Linked DNA regions of Mus musculus: region 2 is linked to region 1. Evidence: chromatin contacts called from public Hi-C data. All regions are on one chromosome and are shown on one strand. Each heading gives the region's core, a stretch centred on a gene start, on an enhancer-like site or on the middle of the called end of the contact. The rest is flanking DNA. Distances are from core to core; before and after follow the strand shown. Region 1 holds the start of Ap1s3 (adaptor-related protein complex AP-1, sigma 3). Region 2 has its middle 48 kb from the start of Gm24160.

Region 1 (5,737 bases), core at 1,452-3,951:
CCATGTTATTATAAGGAAAAATAAAGCAACATTACAAAAAGTCCTTCTTCCTCTGTCAACTCTTTCAAACATTCAACTGTAAATTTCTATTGATAATATTTTTTTCAAAGTACAGAGGGTGGGGTGGGGTTTTCTTAAGCACAGAAGGCTTAGCATTGTTTTCTAAAATCAAGATTTCTAACCGAAGGCAAGATGAAGGCACAGATGATTCAGACATCATGACCAAGATGCAACAGGGCCTAACCAACCTGGGGTTCGTGTCACATATGATATGATGCCTGTAGTTCATATCACACATGATATGACGCCTGGAGTTTGTATCACACATGATATGACGCCTGCAGTTCATATCACACATGATATGAAGCCTAGAGTAGAATGAACCACTTTCTGAAAGTGTCTTCTGAGGGAGCCAACAAGAGATAGGATCTAGGAATGAGGAAGGAGTTGTCACTCTGGCTGTCAGAAGCAAGGGTTTACTAAGCTTGTGAGCAATAGAACCAGATCCCTTTTTGCTCGTGACAGCAGAGCAGGAGAGCTGAAATGCTGCTGAGCACAGACAAGGGTGGAGTTCCTTAAAGCACTTGTGTGTGTGTGTGTGTGTGTGTGTGTGTGTATGCTGGTTCATGGTCCTGGGGCGTCTCCATGACGATGAGAACGCCAAAGATTTTCTGTTTACTGAGCCAGTGATACTTACTGCGTTAGAAAACAAAACAGAAAAGAATAAACTTCAGGTATTTACTAATTCAGTTGTAAATAATAAAGGGGGCGGGGTGTGAGGGAAAGAGAAAGAACATTGGTGCCGTGAAGCATCATATTAGAGTTTGGCAATAGAATCTAGCCCAATAGAAGACAGCTGGATTTGTTGGGCTATTAATATTTCAAAACACTGGAACTCAAAAAAAAAAAAAAAACCTTCACTACAGCCTTAGAATGCAGATTAAAAGCATTAGCATCCTTATGAAAATGGGTTTGATCTTATGACCCGCTAATAAACCCTTTGGGATCCTTCCGGGCTTCCAGGCCACCAATGAACACCTGTCCTATCAGTTAGGAACAGTTTGCTATCCCACTAAACAAATGAACAAACCCAGATGGAGGTCAAGCAGCCACAGGTAAAGATGACCACCTGGTTTGGAGGTTGCAAGGGTGGCGGGAGATCATGGAGAGGAGGAGCTGGCTTTGCCAGAAGTGCTAGTAACACTATTTCCTGACAAGGGACAGCAAGGCGCGCCCGCACACACACACAGGAGGACAGGGACTGGAGGGAAAGCTGGAGAACCTTCCCAGATTCTGAAGGTCATTTGACACGAGAGGAGAAAAACAAAACTCCCACCTTGTGCTGTTTAGAACTCAGGGCCTTACCTCAAATCCTGCCCCTTCCTCAAGAAGTAAGCAGCTTTGGGCTCCATAGATACTTGGGAACCAGCCTTCATCCCACCTCCATTAGGCAAATGAGCTATCTTCCTGGGTACCTTGTTCCTTGGGAAACTTGAGCAAGCCAAGAGAGCTGCTCCGTTATTTACAGGGGCCTTTTTGCACCCTGCATTTACCTCAACAAACAAAAAATGGGCACGCTGGGAACCCTGCCGACATCCTCTGGGCTATCTGTCCGGGTGTCTCAGCAATGGACTACTCCAACTCAACCTTCTTTCTAAAGTCACCTGCTCTCTGTCGTGCATCCAGAGAGTGCCTTCAGGAGGTCACTTCTCTGAGAATTTGGGAAGTGTGCACAACCAGGGAAGTGGGACAGGCTACCAAACTAGTCACTGTCCCAGCAGAAAGCCAGCGCGAGAGAAACCTCAGGTATTGCTTCCACCCAGAGCTGGATATCCACTTCTGAGTGTAGCGGGTCTCCGGGCTTTCATCTTGATAGGAATTCCACCCCACGCCCCCACCCCCCCACATCTCAGTCCATTCTCCATCATCAATCAAAGGGTTCAGGAAGTGTAGAATGGATACGGTCACTACTCCTGTTAAAATTCGAGCGAATCAAAACCCAAAACTCTACTTTATGAAGAACTGCTACCTGGTATCCCTCCCGCCTCTCCAGCCACAAACCGGGGTTTCATTTCTCCTCTTCACAGTCGCTCACCCCTCCAACTGCTGCGCTCTACCAAAACACCTCGGGGAGCTCAAATGTCACTTCCTCAAAAAGGCCACCAAATCAAAAATTACCTCTCAGGCGGGTTTCTTGAGGCTTGGGAGTTCTCCTCGCTCTGGAAAGTTATTTTTATTTCACCATTCCATCACCGTCTCTTTCCCTAGGCATCCTTTCCTACCAGTGTTAAGCACCTGGTCCCCCGCGACATCCCCAGCGCCTGGCTCGGACCAAGCGATCAGAGAAAGAGACTGAAATGAATGAAGAGCGGTGCCCGGTGTCCGTGGGACTCGCAGGAACGGGGAGACCTGCACTGTCCGGAGCAGCCGGGCCACCCTCGCCTGTGACTCGGCGGTACCCAGAGCCAGGTTAGGCGCGTACCCCCTCCCCAGCCGCGTGTTCGGCCCTGGAGCCGCAGGTGTCACCTGGAGCGCGCACCGCCTCGACCAGCTCCATCACGATGCTCAGCCCTACTCACCATGGTCCCGGGTCCCTACAGCAGCGATTGCCCGGGATGCGAGGGCCAGAAGAGACTGTAGCAGCCCGGGCGGCTGACAGGTGAGGCGCTAGCCTCAGACCATGGCTACTTCCCACAATGCCCTTGAACTGAAAGTTTGCAGACTCCTCCCCGCACCGGGCTGCTCCTCCCCTCCGCTCCTCCCACACACCTTCCTCCTGGCTTCCTCAAATTGTGTCACTCCTTCTCTGCCTCTTCACAAGCCTCCCGCTCCAGCTCCCCCTTTTACCCTTTCTCACTCCCTCCTCCTCCCCCTGGTTCTTCCTTTGCTCTCCTGCGCCACGGGGACCCCGCAGTTCGCCACGCCCCTCATCACCGCTAGCCCCACCCAGGGCAGTGCTTACACCTGCGCGCGCACCTTCTGCGCTGACCGCGCCTGGTGCCCCAGCTTCCCTTTTGGTCTGGGGTCTGCGATCCTTCTTCTGCTGCCACGTTGTGTGCTTCATGAATGGGACTGGCGACCTTCCGCCAAAAGAAGATGCTTGCCTTTACACCTGAGAAAAGTGTAAAAAGCAGTCTGGCCCTACACCTCAGGGAGAGAGCAGTTCCCAGAGCTAGAAATACATGAAAAATGTTTTCACACACACTCCCTTGAGTTTTGTTTTGCTTTTTACCAAAATTGCAATTCAAGAACATTCATAGCCCTCTCCGCTTAAAGTTTTCTATTACATTAAGGTACTGAAACTCGGGGGGGGGGGGAGTGGTGTTTGTTTTTCTTCAGCTGTTTTTCTTCCCCTTGATTTTTAGGCCTAGACTGTTTTGTTATTTAAATTAAAATATAATTACATCATTTTCCCCTTTCTTCCCTTAAATTCCCCTCTTCCCCAGGTATACCCACCCACCCTGCCCCGGCGCAGTTTCATTTGAAATCGTGGCTTCTTTTTTCTTTAGGGGTGTGTGTGTGCGTGTGTGTGTGTGTGTGTGTGTGTGTGTGTGTGTGTGTGTTACTGCTCGGTCTTTTAGTGTTGCTCTTATGTGTATGGTTTCAGGACAGACCACTTGGTATTGGCTAAACAATTAGGGGAGTTTTAAGCCGGAATAAAGAATCTCCAGGTCTCCGAGTTCTAAGCAGAGTTTTAGCACAGATTGATTTGGGGAGAATGGGCTGGTTTCGCCATATACCCAAAGAGAGACAATGACTCTTAAAGGTTAACCTTTGTCTAAATGGCTCTTAGACCCATAAGTCGACGGAATTCCTCTCCAGGATCTAATCTGAACCATCTGCAGGATATAGACACCCCGTGCCCCCCCAGCCCCCATCTAGGAACAGGAAAGCAAAGAGAACTCCAGCTGGGCTCCCGAATTCCTGCCACTAATGCCTTTCCTTCATGCCAGGCCCTATGGGGGAGCCCTGGTGATGAATGAGGGGGCACTGATGTCACTGATGTCACTGGTGCTCACAGTCCCCAACAGAACAATAGGTGATATACAAGTTGCAACAAAGCCCAGGAAATGCTAAGAGACCCCAACAGCTGGGCTAGCAAGACACAAATTAGCTACTGTAAATTACCCGGAAGCCAGGTAAACTGCCCCCTGGTGAGGTGGTAAGCTGTTCTGACAGAGAAGCCAGGACACTGAAGGAAAAGACTTGTCCTGGATGGACAGACCCCAAAGATAGCCTCGGTGGCTTTGGCACAGTACCAGGGAGATCCGAGGGATAGGGAGGAACATGGAGACCAAGCTAGAGGCACCTCTGCATCTACAGCCTCCAGTCCCAGGTTCCCACAAACCCCTCTGCCTCCAGGTTCCCAGCTGCTACATACTCCAATGCTCCTTTTAAGCTTGTGTTGTGACATCTGCAGGGACGGGACATAGAAGAGGATTGTATGACTAGAAGTAAACCCCAGGCTGTGGGGTAATTTTGCCTATTATAAAGGAACAGAACATCAGAAAGTTTCCTTTCTAAATTCCTGTGCTGGCCAGGCCTCCCTGCCGTCGGCTTCACCTAGCTGCAGTAATAATCTCATCGAACCTCTTTCCATCATGCCTCGCCCTCTCTCTAGTGCAGGGCACCGCTGTGTACCACTCACCTTTGCTGAGCCAATTGCAAAGCATTCAAAGCCTTCTGTTTCCAACGTTTTTTTGTCTATAGTGGGAAAGAGGTAGGACTACTGAAGAACTTCAAAGCTAAAGAAAACTCAGTGAGTTAAGACTTAAGTCAAATTCTGAAACAGAACGTTCCCCCGAGTGTGTGGCCCATGTTGGAGAGGGTGGGAATAGACATTAACTTAAAAGTGAGTAGCATTCTTTGCCTTCCCTCTGACCCTGCTGAGATGGGTAGTGGACACTGTGCTGGGCTTCTGATGTCTAAACAGTTTCTTTCCACATTCTCACAGCTTACCCAGTCATGCTAAGGGGAAGGGCTACAATGGGCTAAGCATTTTACATAGGTTATCTCATCAACCATCAAAATGAGAAATGTGCCCCTGTACTCTTCAGATGAATGCCTGAGGCTCTAGGTGGTAAAGCCAGGACACGCTCAGCTAGTAAGGGACAAACACATCAAGATCCAGTCTGAGACCTGAGAGGCACTGAGCACATAGTAATGAGGAGGGGACACCTCTCTTAGATGCCAGAATAGACTGCATAGTAACTTACAGTTTCGGTTGGATTTTCCCACACCATCTTTTTTCCTTCCACCCCTCCTTCCTTCTCTCCCTCCTTCCCTCCTACTTTCAATACTAGGGATTGAACCCAGGACCTCACACATGTTAGGCAAGAGCTCATATACTGAGCTAAATACTTAGCCCTCTTCTTACTTTTTACTTTGAGAAAGGAACTCACTAAGTGTCCTGGCTAGTGTTTTGTTTTGTTTTGTTTTGTTTCGTTTTGTTTTGTGTGTCTGCTTATCACAAACTAGGGTCATTTGGGTAAAGAAACCTCAACTGAGTAAATGTCTCATCAAAATGACTGTGGGATATTTTTCATTCTTTCTTTCTTTCTTTCTTTCTTTCTTTCTGCCTCTCTTTCTCTCTCTCTCTTTCTTTCTTTTTTTCTTTTTGTTAACCAATTAGATTTTTTTTTTGCTTTTTTTTTCATTAGAGATTTTCTTTATTTACATTTCAAAAGTTATCCCCTTTCCTCGTTTCCCCTCCGGAAAACCCCCTATCCCCACTCCC
Region 2 (5,737 bases), core at 1,189-3,688, 110 kb before region 1:
AAAACATCCTCTCACAAGACAGCTTCCAGAAAAACATCACGTGACACAACTGAGTTTCCAAAGAAACCAGAAGTTTCAACTCATCTTGATAAGATTTTCCAACATTTTTCCCACTCAGGTTCCCAGATGCTAACATCAGGTCAATCACCTGCTGTAGGTGCCAATCCCACAGTAATATAAGACCCTGGAAACTTTTTAGGATGTCCTATGTTCCAAATAAAATTGCAAAGTAAAAATTATCATTCCTGCAGCTGAAAGATGCTCAGGCGCTCCAGTTATTGACTCATGCATTTAAGTGAGATGGTTTGCCACAGGAACTGATTTTTCATTGACTGTATGAGCCCAAAGAAGATTGGGGTCTTGTAATTACGGAGAGAAGGCACAGTCAGTCGCATTGATACTGTTCCACAAGCCCTTTTCATCTATTTCTTGTGAATCATATGAACTACAGAGAGATCTCACACCCACTTTCTCATTAAGGACTGGGTAATGCATTTAACTTTCAGTTATGACTCACTTTGAAGAACACTGTGAGCTGACCTCTGGGACTTACAACAAATAAACTAGATTCTTATCAATATCAGAATCACTAAGGAAAAGTGAAGAGATTGCTTTGAGTCATCACAAGAGGAAAAACCATTCATTTTGCAAAGGCAAGAAATTATTCACAGCATGTCACAAGAATTCATTACCAAGGATATAGCACAGCATCCACCTAGACCAGAAGAGACACTCCCTTTGATGGAGAAGATTCTGGGAGCAATTCAGAAAGAGCAAATATAGACTCTTTCAGTGCCTTCACTGTGTCCCCTAATATCTGATACTAGCATTAGGTGACCTTCTGTACCCACACTATTTAAGGCACAGTTAAATACAAGCTTCAGTGGAAGCAATCCTTGGGACTGGGTTGGGGCAGGGTAGCAATCCACTTCCTTTATTGATAGGATATGCCCTGACCCCTATACTTTTATCTTCTTTACTTCTAGCATATTCTAAAATGGACTTGCTAAACATCACTGTTTGTTACAGTGCTGTCAAAAAGAAGCTACGTTGACAGACTATGCTTAAGACCAAGTGTGCAATTCCACCTTCCCCTGCTATATGCTTCTGATTGTTGTTAGCTGAGGATTTGAAATCCTCACTAAATAAAGCTGCCTGTGTTCCGTAAGAGACACTATGGGAGGTTTCCTTCAAACTGATCTTGTGTTGACCTCTAGGATAAGCCAAGGTGGACAGTGTCTTGAACTTAAGGCTCTATGTTTTCTCTGAGCTTAGTTCTTACAAGTCCAATTCACTCTGGCTAAGAATACATTGTTCGTTACAGGAAAGCACCATTAAAAATATACTCCAATTTAGAGTTGGCTTCTTTTTTTTTTATTTTTAAATATATCTGCATTGGCAATCAGCTGAGCATATGAGGAGGAGTGGTCAGAGTTCACCCTCAGATGCCTTTTGTTATTGGTCTCCACCTTAGTTTTTGAGCTACACTTGGTTTTTGAGCTTACATCTGGGCCACACTGTCTGGTCACTGAGCATCCAGGATGCATCTGTCTCTGTCCATCCTCTGTGGACAAGTGGGTTTATAGGTGCATACTACCTCACCAACTTTCATGTGGGTGCTAAGGTTCCAAACTCAGATAGGTCCTCAAGACTACACAGCAGGCTTTCTTTACTCAGTGAGCTTTCTCTTCTTCCCCCAGAACTGGCTTCTTTCAAAGTCCCCAGTTACATAAACTTATTTCCTGTTCTCTCAACCCAATTTCCTCCTAAGTTTTTTTTTTTTTCTCCAAATAGAAGACATGATTTTGAGATAGGGTAATTAAGTTTGCCCATAGACATCAAGATAATGCCTTTTATACATTCTGGTTACACAGTGAATCCGAGCTTTCTACTTCAACATCTGTTCTTTGTTTTCAGTTCAACTGCCGTGTTCCTTTAGGAATGGTTCTATCAGCCCTGCTCTGCAACTAATCTGGCGGGCACTGGGACATCAGGATACAAGAAAGGAGAAAAGTAGCACTGAAATCGCAAGCTGAATCTCCCAAGTGGGTGGGGTAACTGGCAGATAGCTAATGGAAAGGAAGCGTCGAAAGGGAACAAAATTGAAAGGAAACTTTGATAGTCACCTCAGATTTACTAGTTTCCCACAGAGAGGGCCTTCTGATTGGTTCCAAGAAAGTTAATATGTGTCATCCTGGAGACTGATGGAGAATATGCTTGGAAGAATGGAAACTAAAAGAGACTTGAACCCTGTGGGTAGTACTTAATGGCAGTCACAATGCTGCCCATCGAAGGCAATACATATCTGAAAAAACAATGGAAGTGACATTAAGTGCCTCCCTGCCTCCTTACAAAAGAAGGCCAAGCTCTTCAAGGAAGTTTATCTTGAAACCTTTTGCCTCGATCCGAATGAACAAGGAAGAATTATGAGTCAGAAACGGAAGGAAATGAGTCACAGGTTGGTGTGCTTGCCTGTTTGAACTCTGGCTTCACATCCAGCCAACCTGACTTAGAGTTTGTTTGAAACTGAGAAGCAAAGACAGTGAACATATGGCAACATTAAGATTGCTGTTTTCCCACATGCAATGCATTTCTGAATCCTATAGCTTTTGATTCAATCTAACAACGATCCTCACTCTCAGAACTCATGAAGTTCTAATGGGCTTCTGGATTTTTCTGATAAACATGTCTGTATTAAGCATGAAATTTACTAGACTGACAGGAACCATCTAACCCCAATGAGATAATTTATGATTTTCTCCCTAAGGAGCACATAAATCAATATGTTCAGAAGAAGCCAAATTAGCCATTTAAATTAGTAATCACAGTAACTATGCAACAGGCGACATCACAAAATGTGCTTCCTTAGGGTGTAGAAAATGTTTAATGATTTTAGTCAATAAAATATAAAATAGTCATTCAGAAAGAAGATAGTCTTAAATTCTCTTACATTCTGTTCTTCTATATTTATTTAAACAATAGAATTTGCGATGGATAAGCATCTGTTTCAAAGCAAAGGAAGACCTGGTTTATTTTCTGCTTCTGTAAAATAGAGCAGAAAGCCTGAGGTAGGGCAACTTATAAAGGGAATTTTTTTATTACAATGTTGGCAGCTTGGTAGGCCAAAACTGAGAGGCCATCTCTGGTAGACAGCTTGTTGGTAGGTATTCTTGGAATGGTCCTCAGAATAAAAGGAGGCCATACAGTGAGTACATATGAGAGATAAAGCCAAACTCCATCTTATCACAAAGCCACTCTTGAAATGATGAAATAACTTACCTGTCTATTAATCTGTGAATGGATGAACCCATTCATGAAGGCTCTGTCCTGGTGACCTAAACCTCTTATTAAGTCCCAATGAGGTTTTAATTTTAATGTGAGTTCTGATGGAGACATTCCTACCCTATCAACCATGGAGACAGTTAGGAAAACTCTCTTGGGGGTCTTACAAACTTACTTTATCATTCTATTCTTTTATCATCCTGTCTTTCATGGCTCTTTTCATCTGTTTTCAGGACAACAAAGTAAAAGGAGTATGCCAAATTTCTTAGTCCTCATTGCATTCTTTTAAAATTAGGCCTAATGGCAGATACCTGCAGTTCCAGTACTTCAGAGGCTGAAGCAGGAGCATCTCAAGTTTGACTCCAGCCTAGCTATATAGATAGATCTCATCACAAGAAAAAACTAATTGAATTAGTTGATTGATGATAAAACTAGTCACTATCAAGCTACTTTTATTAGCTGGTCAAACAGTCTCAGAAAATGTGTTTTGCTGCCTCTGTTCATTTCTTTCATTTGTTTCCATCCAAACTCGCTGATGTCTCTCTTGCTCCTCCCAGAGTAGCTTCCACATTTGTCCAGCTGAGTCCCAAAAACATAGCTGCATTGCCCAGTTATAAGCACAACACTGGTACTTAAAGCCAGCAGCAAAGAGTCAGGCTAATAAAAAAGAAAGAGAGAGAGAGAGAGAGAGAGAGAGAGAGAGAGGAAGGAAGGAAGGAAGGAAGGAAGGAAGGAAGGAAGGAAGGAAGGAAGAAAGAAAGAAAGAAAGAAAGAAAGAAAGAAAGAAAGAAAGAAAGAAAGAAAGAAAGAAAGAAAGAAAGAAAAAGTGCCAGAGGCAGCCGGGCATGGTGGCACACACCTTTAATCCCAGCACTTGGGAGGGAGAGGCAGGCGGATTTCTGAGTTCAAGGCCAGCCTGGTCTAAAAAGTGAGTGCCAGGACAGCCAGGGCTACACAGAGAAACCCTGTCTCAAAAAACCAAAAACAAAAAAAAAAGAAAAAAAGAAAAAAAAAGAAGTGCCAGAGGCTAGCATAGAATTTACTCTGCTACATTATCTGTTAGGAATGGCCAGAATGGAGCCACAACCAGCATCCCTACATAAATACACAGTTTCGTGGCAAGGAAGGGACCGACATACCTCATAACTAAAGCTTCTTCCAGCAGCTATAATTTAGAAGGCTTTTATATGTGCCAGCTACTATACTAAATACTTTGTAATATACGTTGACTTATTTGGTCTTCATTGAAAGTACATAAAGAAAGTATAATTGTCTCTAGGTTATGGAGAATGGGATAAAAATACAGTTGACCATAGACTGTCAATGTCACACAGTTAAGAAGTGAGGTTGCTAGCATTAAAGTCTAGCTCGGGGCCTGTCTTTAGCAGTGTGCTTAGGGTCCTGTTTAGATTATAAACGAAACTTCTTATTGATAAAGTATGTTTCTAGAAACAGGGTCAGCAAACCTTACAGGTAAAAGCACTGCCTTTCTCTCTGGTGTCTGTAGTCTATAGTCTTATTTTAGGAGGTGATTGTAGTTGGAAAGGAACAATGGGGACTTAAACCTGAGCCAGACGAAATGGATTGTTGTATAGCAGATGAATCAACAGCCATTGCTGTAGTACTCCATGGACCACACAGGTAATATTAGATATAGAAATTGGATAAATTCAGGGCAGCAGGAATCAGAGGATGCCTGACACAGAAATTAGCATGTGGTGGGTTCTGTCTCTGGATTGCTATAGCAACTGTTATCCTCACCAGATGACTTAGCAATTGACATAACATGTCTCCGTTTGTTCAAAATATTGCTCCTTCTCATCCTTAGGAAATAGTTAAGCCACCTAATATTTGAATCTGTTTCCTTAGGTGTGGGCTATTGTATTCAATTCATAGTGAACAATCAAACAAATTTTTAATGCACTTGTTGTTTGTGAATTGCATTATTTATAATGTTTTTAATGTAACACATACCATCATAAAACCGGGATGTATTCATGATAGAAATTGATTTCACTGTTCTTACACTTTGGCTCATACACACTGTTTTCTTTTGGCCTTTCAGAACTTCTTAAATAATGTCCTGATGCTTGGTACATAATAATACAAAGTATATGGGACAAGCATCCAGCCTCAAGTGCTCATTGTACCAAAGCTACATTTGAATTAGTGATTGCTACTTTCATTTTCTTCATTCCTAAACATATACATATTTCTAGAAGTGAAATTGCTTCTTATGAGGATGTGTGTTTTACATTTTACTACAAATTGCCAAGTTCTCTTAAAGGAAAACAATCCATAGCATTTATTTTCCTTTACCATAAAAAGAATGTTCCTTCCCTATATCCAAGTGCTTGTTTTTGTTTGATTTTTTTTTTAAATCAGCTTTGATCTGGCTTGCTTCTGTTGCTGTGATAAAATACTGTGACCAACAGCAACTGAGGGCAAGAAAGGA

The links. A called contact is a pair of places that touch in the nucleus more often than the background predicts.
Region 2: a Hi-C map of the N1E-115 cell line shows a contact between it and region 1, with 2.7 times the contacts expected there. The contact joins the enhancer-like site here to the promoter of Ap1s3 in region 1. A contact is called at or near these places in 2 of 484 Hi-C or Micro-C datasets (CD4 T cells and the N1E-115 cell line) and 5 of 115 datasets of contacts at active chromatin or transcription factors (CD8 T cells, bone marrow-derived macrophages, effector CD8 T cells and 2 more).

The regions. Positions count from the first base shown.
Region 1 is chr1:79,669,271-79,675,007 of GRCm38.p6, forward strand. It overlaps Ap1s3 (adaptor-related protein complex AP-1, sigma 3), which reads right to left and starts at 2,702. Exons shown (of 5, transcript NM_183027.2): 1 at 2,580-2,702. The coding sequence starts at 2,582.
Region 2 is chr1:79,558,958-79,564,694 of GRCm38.p6, forward strand. No RefSeq gene overlaps it. Among named protein-coding and RNA genes, the nearest start is that of Gm24160, 48 kb to the left of the region's middle. Within about 2 kb of position 2,439, at least 36 of the 459 cell types and tissues checked have an H3K27ac peak or open chromatin away from gene starts, as enhancers often do. A contact at or near this core is called in CD8 T cells, the N1E-115 cell line, bone marrow-derived macrophages and 2 more, where this site is marked.